2 separate regions of the Zea mays genome follow, and region 2 is linked to region 1. The links are chromatin contacts, called in public Hi-C maps. All regions are on one chromosome and are shown on one strand. The core of a region is the stretch at or near the end of the contact, and the rest is flanking DNA. Distances in the headings are between cores, read along the strand shown.

Evidence for each region. Hi-C and Micro-C count contacts between places; a contact is called where the count stands out from the background.
Region 2: a contact with region 1 is called in a Hi-C map of tassel, with 2.0 times the contacts expected there. The contact joins the promoter of LOC100216672 here to the promoter of LOC103646252 in region 1. A contact is called at or near these places in 3 of 25 Hi-C or Micro-C datasets (ear, leaf and tassel).

What each region holds. Positions count from the first base shown.
Region 1 is chr2:32,876,223-32,880,073 of Zm-B73-REFERENCE-NAM-5.0, forward strand. LOC103646252 (trafficking protein particle complex II-specific subunit 120 homolog) reads right to left here and starts at 1,991. Exons shown (of 10, transcript XM_008670979.2): 1 at 1,404-1,991; 2 at 662-862; 3 at 377-559. The coding sequence starts at 1,817. It overlaps LOC103648533, which reads left to right and starts at 2,554. Exons shown (of 2, transcript XM_008672982.3): 1 at 2,554-3,743; 2 at 3,831-3,851. The coding sequence starts at 2,578.
Region 2 is chr2:33,152,949-33,156,799 of Zm-B73-REFERENCE-NAM-5.0, forward strand. It overlaps LOC100216672 (DNA glycosylase superfamily protein), which reads right to left and starts at 1,878. Exons shown (of 5, transcript NM_001309902.1): 1 at 710-1,878. The coding sequence starts at 1,193.

The DNA.
Region 1 (3,851 bases), core at 741-3,240:
AGTGAGATTTAGAAATAAATGAAGATATTTTCAGATGAAGTATTGATAGTTGATACGTGACTTAACAAGATGAATATAGTTGAACAACCAGAACAACTTTACTTCCTCCGGTTTCCTATTAGTTGTCGTTTTGGATAAGGTTCGAGTCAAACTTATAAAATTTTGACTACAAATAACTATTTTGTTATTTAGTTTTGGAACCTAATATTTATATGCACCAATTTGTCATAAAAAGTACTTTTATAAAAGTATAAATGTATTAAGAGTTCATTTGTATTTTAACAAAAAAACATTGGTCAAAGTTATATTTTGGAGACCGTGTCGTTGTCCTAAACGACAACTAATAGGAAACCGGAGGGAGTATGTGAAAGCTTACCACTAATGCGCAGACACTACCCTCAAGGGCTCCAGCATGCCAGAAAACATCACCGGTCAATCTTGCAAGCTCTATAGCGGTGGTGTAATGTGCATTAGCATCCACAGGTGATCCAGCCAAGAGGCAATAATCTCCTATTATCTTCTGTGCACGACCAAGCCTTCTTTTTTTAGCCTTAATTACCTAATAAAAATACAGAAGGATGTTGTCTTGTATAAGTAATACAATCTTGGACTATTTATCATCAATATATACTGGTAAAAAATACTTGGAACACCTATGAACCTCCTCTGAGCCAAGACTGGATTGTGAATCCAAAGGGGTCTTCAAAATGGTTCCTGTGGATTCTGCACGCAAGACCCACTTCTCAAACTCCATCAACAAAGAAGCAGCGAGATCTTGGATCATTGTAAGCATATGAAGTTCCAGCGATTGCTGATCAGAAGGAGGGAACATAATAATATCGTCCCTCTTCTTCGCTGACAGCTATAAAAAAATACCCAGACAAAAAGACATTGCATTAGAGGCTTAGAGCATCAGGTGATATAACATGACAAAGCTAGATGTGTTACAACATGGGTACAATATTCATTACTGTTTAGGTAGGTTCAATCGCATTACACAAAGAGGGAATGACTAAGCACAGTAGTGAACATAAGATAGGCCTTAAAATACTAGCAGAATGCAACGCAAGTGAAGTGAGCACAAATCATAGCCTAACACCCAGTTAGCTATAGTAAATCCAGCCCTCAAGCTAGAATTGCTTTAGTAGTGCAGTCGGATGAAGTGTCAAATGGGATCACAATTCACACAGATCTCATCCAAATGTTCAGGACACCTGGAAGCATCTAAATTATCGTCGATGAGCGTGCCATCGCCATTTGGAACACGTACTAGAGAAAATGAGCATTAACGAAACCCAACGATCCTCACATACGCAGCGTAGACCGCCGGAAGATCTACGGATGCTGAGCCGGCAATTCCTAACACTTTGGAAGACACGCCCGCGATAGCAGCAGGAATGTACCTGTGCGTCCGTGGGGCAGAAGGCGAAGCAGCGGTTGGCGAGCGCCGACGGGTACGACCGCGCAGCGTCTATGAAGTCTGCCGCCACGTGGTCGAGGTCGGGCGAGGACGGCAGGTGACAGATGCCGATCACGGCGAGCACCTTGCGCGAGGACTGGAAGTCCTCCCAGGGTGAAGGCACGCAGCCGCCGAGCACGAACTTGAGGCGGAGGCATCCGGTCTCCCAGGGCTGGTGCTGGAAGGGGCTCTTCTGGTGCTCCGCGTAGTAGGTGCGGAGCGAGGCGAGGTCGACGCGCGCGTGGCGCGCCACCAGGGCCGCGTACTCGCGCAGGCGCGGCGGCGGAATCGGGCCGCCCACGGGGAGCACCGCGACGCGGATGGCAGAACCGGACTCGATGCTCAACCCGGGCTCCATGGCCAGTGGCGCGTCCCCCCTGCCTCGGCTCACCTGGCTGGCTCCGGGTCGGGAAAGGCAGATCTGAGTGTCTCGCTGGTGGAGGAACAGGCGAATAGGCGATGCCCGGCAGGTCGGGGGCAACTGGCAAGAGACGCTTTGCGCAGTGAGGGGCCTCGAATGGGAAATGGATCCTCTACGGTCAGTGCAGACTGCAGAGGGCCTTTTCTGATTGTAGGTAGGCCTAGCGCCCGGCCCAGCCTCTACAGTCGATTGCAAAGGCCGGTTTGATCCGGCTTCGATCTCACTTGTGGGTACTATGTGAGCTCGACACCAAGCTCGCACACGGCTCTACATGATCCTAGGTTTGGCCTAGCATAATGGTGTACCGGGCTCGTTCGGGGTTTTCAGCCTGTTGGGTTAGCTTAGGCATGACCTGTTTCTAAAGAGCTTTTTAGAACCATGGTATCATTAAGACTGGGCTTCTAAAAATAGGTATCCCGAACAACGCAATTTGAATTTTAGTATTATAATCCATTGAACTTTAGATTTTTGGTATCTGAGTCCGATTTAGCCGGCGCTCAACTCGTTGTTACGGCAGTCCGTTTCTTAGAACGGATCCACGGCCGACCGCTCTCCCTCTCTCTATCCTCTCCCTCCCGACGCTCGTCGAGCTCGTCTGCGCTGCTCCTCCCTGGTGCTCGAGCGCTCCTGGTGCTCTCCCTGACGGTCTTGCTCTCTCTGCTCGGCGCTCTCTCTGCCCGGCGCTCTCTCTCCAGGCATGTCAATGGAATCTCCTGTAGTTCTTCGGAGCACGAAGGCATTACTCGACCGATTGGAGAAACGCCTTGTCATTTCTCATTCAGTAGCATCTTCATCAGTAGAAAATGTTGATCATCTACTGAAACGCCTTGGTTCTCCCCCAAGGAGGAGGGCTCCTCCTAGCAGAGAAGGAAAAACTCGGGCAGTGGTAAAAAGACCAGCTAAAAGTTCTGAGGCAAGCATCAAATTGCCTAGATACTCACTGAGGGTGGTGCTCTGTGCTTACATGATACTGGCTCATCCCAGTGCTGTTTTAAGTGGGCAAGGTGAGCGGGAGAAACAGCTTATCGAGTCGGCAGCAAACTTTATCAAGGAGTTCGAGCTGTTGATTAAGGTAATCCTTGATGGACCAGGGCAGTCATCTGGTGTTACTGGCCAGAGGAAGTTCAGGGCACAGTTGGCTAATTTTGACAAGGCGTGGTGTTCGTATCTTTACAGCTTTGTGGTGTGGAAGGTAAAAGATGCAAGATTATTGGAGGAAGATCTTGTCAGGGCTGCATGCAAGCTTGAGTTGTCAATGATGCAAACATGCAAGCTAACTGCAGATAGGCACTCGCAAAACAATCTTACACATGACATGAAGGCAATTCAGAAACAGGTTATTGATGATCAAAAGCTTTTACGTGATAAGGTTCAACACCTGAGTGGCGATGCTGGCCTTGAGCGGATGAACTCTGCTCTTTCCGATACGAGATCAAAGTTCTTTGAAGCAAAGGAGAATGGGAGTCCATTGACAGCACCTGTTGCAAATGTGTCTACCCCTTTGAGCATCAATTCGTCTGGGAAAGCACCACTTTCTGAGGTTCCTGAAAGTTCCAGGACAAATGTTATTGGGACAAGCTCAGTAATGCCAGCAGCAGGGCAGGTTCCTGCTCTTGTTCCGGTACTCCGATCTGGTCATGGAGCTCCAGTAGGGCAACCATCTCCTTCTGCAGGAGACACCTATGGTCAACCAGAGTGCAAGGGTGAGAAGCTTGACAAGCTAATAAGGATTGGCCTGTTGCAACTCATTAGTAGTGTGGAGGGCTTGCAATTGCAGTCAACTCCTGAAAGTTTTCAGATTAATCTGCTGAGGCTGAGGGCCGTGCAGAGCCAATTCCAACAGGTGATCGTGATCGCCACAAGGTAATTGATCCTTTGGCCTCGGTTGTTAGAAAGGTTGGATTCTTTGATGTGTCATATTGATCCATCCAAACTGTATTATTTATGCAGCATGCTCGTCCTGCACCAAGT
Region 2 (3,851 bases), core at 628-3,127, 280 kb after region 1:
ATTGAACTATCACTTTTGGGTGATAAATGAGGAGCAGATTCAGATAACACAACCTACAAATAAAGAAATAATCTAGTTCATTTCAACAAGTCTATTATTGGGCAAACAGGTGAGAAAATTTGTCCACCTTGACCAAATTTGTAACCCTTATTAGCAGACTCAAATTCAGTGGGTTGCATGGTCAAACTTGACGTTAGCAAGGAACCTTGGTGCATAACATTATCACCTCCCATTTTGGATGCTTTTAGGTAAACTTTCTGAATCTTGAATAAATAAAAACTGTAGAACATGAATATATTACAAAAAAATCTGTAACCCAAATCTATACCTCCAGATCATTCTAACCTTCGGCACCGAAATGGGCCAGTTCAGTGTAAAATAGCAGAGATATTGCAATGTAAACACACAGAAATAGCATTCTTATCATTTAAAATTTTGGGATCTTAGCATAATGCTCATAGGAGAACTGAAGACTACAATACCCCAATCACAAACAATTGACATGGCTCCCACTTCCACTATGTAAAGCTCAGCTTAAATCAACTAGCATTCTGGATTCTGTCTTACTGAGTTTAGTTGTGCATTGTAGACCACTTCTTTGTCTACAAGAGAATAACTATTAAAACACTACAAACTGTTATACTAGACCAATTGCAGGTTACCCCTAATCAAATGCTGAAAACATGCGAGCAAAACCAGAAGCACGCACCGGTATTTGCTGTCACCCACGCACACCTCCTCTTCACACCAGCAGCATCAGTCTGGGAAATCAATCCACCGTCCCTTTCCAGCATGGAAAGGGCCTTGTAATCAGTCTGAGAGAGAGCCTTCTTCTTCCTAGCCCCAAACGCCGGCCTCCCAATCCGGCCCGTGGATGCCCGGCTGCAGAACGAGTCCGTGGACGCGTCCGAGGAGCAGGACGCGTCAAGAGACAGCCCCGAGCGCAGCAGCAGCTCCTGCCGACGCATCCCTGCGGGCGCGCTGAGCGAGGGCTGCAATGTGAGCACGGCTGCGGGTTTCTTCTCCTCTGTCGCGCCCGCTGCCGCGGCCACATCCCTCCCGGGCCTCGGTGAGGGCTTCCTGCCGCGAGCAGCGGACACCGAGCGCGTCCTGCCCCCCGTGGACCGCGGTTCAGAGTCTCCGCCGCCGCTGGACGCCGGCGACAGCCGCCCCCTCGCGCTAGCCCCGGACATTGGACCGAACCAGCAACGCCTTGCAAGCTCAAACCGCCCAACAGCCCCTTCGCCCTTCAGAACCCCAGGGCGAGCTAAAATCGGAGAGGCATTGCTGCGGAAACACCAAACTCGGGCCAAGGCAAGCGGCGGATTGCAGACAGCTCCCGCACTCGAAGCAACGCCTCAGCTCTTCCGCCGAAATCCGACCAGAAAACCCTAGCAATCGCCGCCAGGCCAGCCCGGCATTGCGGAGACACGGCTTAGAGCCCTCGATCCAAACCCCCACGGGCGGCAAAATCTTTCCCACCCGACGCCCCAGAGTCCGAGCCACAAGACCCAGCAGGAATCAGCACGAACAACTCCCGCGAGGATCGGTTCGGGTGCCCCCGAGCGGCGGAACCCGCGGCAAGGGCGAGGCGAGGCGATGCGGCACGCCGGCGAGCCGAGAGGAAACCCTAGGAGGAGCAGACGGGTGGGGGGAGCGAGGAGAGAGCCTCGAGCCTCGGCAGCGGGCAGCGGCTGCTCGGAATTTACTGCCGCTGGTATTGGTGGGTGGGTGGAGTGGAGTGGAGTGGAGTGGAGTGGAGTGGAGGACTGGAGGGTGCTCCGCGTGCCAGCCGTGGTGGTCGGCAGTAGATTTGGCTTGGCAAGCTACCTCTCGGAGTCTCGGTGACTTCTGTCCTCCGAGTTCTGACTTGGGTGGCTGGCTGGCTGCTGCCGTGGCGTCTCGCGTGTGACGCGCGGTTTGAACTCTGCTGAAAAGACAGGGAGAGGGACACGAGATCTTGGGGAATGAGACTATGTCTGTAAGGCTATGTTTGGATCCGATTTGATTCTGAAAATCCCACGCAAAATATCTCAAAGAGATTCAAACGGGCTAGATTTTAAATGCTACAGTGCATTTCTCTTCTGATATTATTTTTTCATATCATCATATTTCATCTTCTACTTTTTCATCTCCTGCAGCGGTTTCCTCTAAATTCTTCTCATATACCCACTACAACCATAAAAAACATTTTCTATGGCTGATTTTCATCAATTATCAATTGTTCATCTACTAACAATTAGAAGGAGCCTACGGCTACACAACGGAGGGAGAGCGAAGGGGACGGGCAACTGCACGCTACATCCGGAGGGAGAGAGAAGGGGGCGGACGGCTAGGGAGCCTCACAGGAGGCAGGCAGCGTGTGGAGATACCCTTGTAGCCGCCATGTAAGGGGAGGAGGCGGGCACGTGGCTAGCGCAACGGACAGCCTAAGAGCAACTGTGAGCAGGGGATTTGTTTGCCGCTGCAGCTTAGAAGCAATTTTTTAGCAGTATATAATTTCAAATCATAGCGAGATTTGTGCAGAGATTATGTTCTTGCTGCTGTAGGCGTATTAAATAATAGCAAGCCTGGTGGCCCATACACCCGTGAGAAATTGCAACTCTTGTAATGACTAGATTAGTCAGTGTACTTTTTCCACCCGAAAAAATGGCATTGCTTTATTCTGAGCCTCCAAATTTATATTAAAAACAGTATTTATATTGTAAATAAGTGTTATTATGTTTATTAAGAAATACAGTTTTATGTAACTATTTTCTATAGAAATGTTAATCATATCTAAAATAGTTTGATAACTCGAGATAAAAACAGAGTGCGGTTCCTTTTTTTATTTACGTGATCAACAACAGCAACGATACATTAGACTATTAGAGCATATTAGAGCAAGTATAAATGGTGTTATAGAGAAAAGAGGAGAGAAGAAAGGGTATGAGCGAACTATAAGAGCAAGTATATTAACAGGCTATAAGAAGCCTAAATGTTGAGTTGAAGAAGAGAGAAAAGGAGAGAAGGAACAAGCGGGTTGTTATCTACTTATCTTAGGCCCGTTTGGTAGGGTTCTACCTTCTCTAAAAACGGTTTCAGCTCTAGCTTCTCAAAAGAAGTACCTCCTCCGCAAAAGCACGTGTCTTTTTGTAAATTATTTGGCAAAGCAGCTCCTTTTGTACCTTTTGATTTAGTGTATGAGACAACAAAATTATGGTGAAAAAATATCATCGTTGAAAATTTATGGTGAAAAAATAGAGTCAAAACGCACCGTACTGTTGAAAGCAAGACAGTGCAAGACACGAATGGAGCTAGGGTTGGGAATTGGGATCAGGGGAGGCGTGCTCGTGGCCCGCCAATGACGAAGACAGTGCGACGCTTGTCTGAAGATGTGAAGACGTGCAAGTCCAAGAATATATGTGGCGGAGAAGATGCTGCGGGAGCCATAATTTATGGGGTGTTTGGTTTGAGTAATGAGTTAGTTCATTATCTTCTCACTTCTGACTTTTTTGTTTAGTTTGTGGAATAGAGTGAGTTAATACATTACCAACCCATTCCTCATAGTTAGTTAATTAGTACTAATATGTGGAATGGAGTCATCCCACTAAATTTGAGGAATGAACTCATGATGCACCACTTCATTTTGGATGGAGTGATTTCTCAAACCAAACACCCCATTAGAGCTCCAGCTTGTGAGGCCAAAACCGGCTCTGCTCCTTGGACAGAGCCGTTTTCAAGACACCGTTTGGGAGGGCTTCGGCAAGGAGCTAGAGCCAGAGCCGGCCAAGAGCCCTTTCAAATGGGCACTTAGTATCCGTTTAGACACGAGAAAAAAAAAGCTTACGATGATGACAAGTAGATCATAC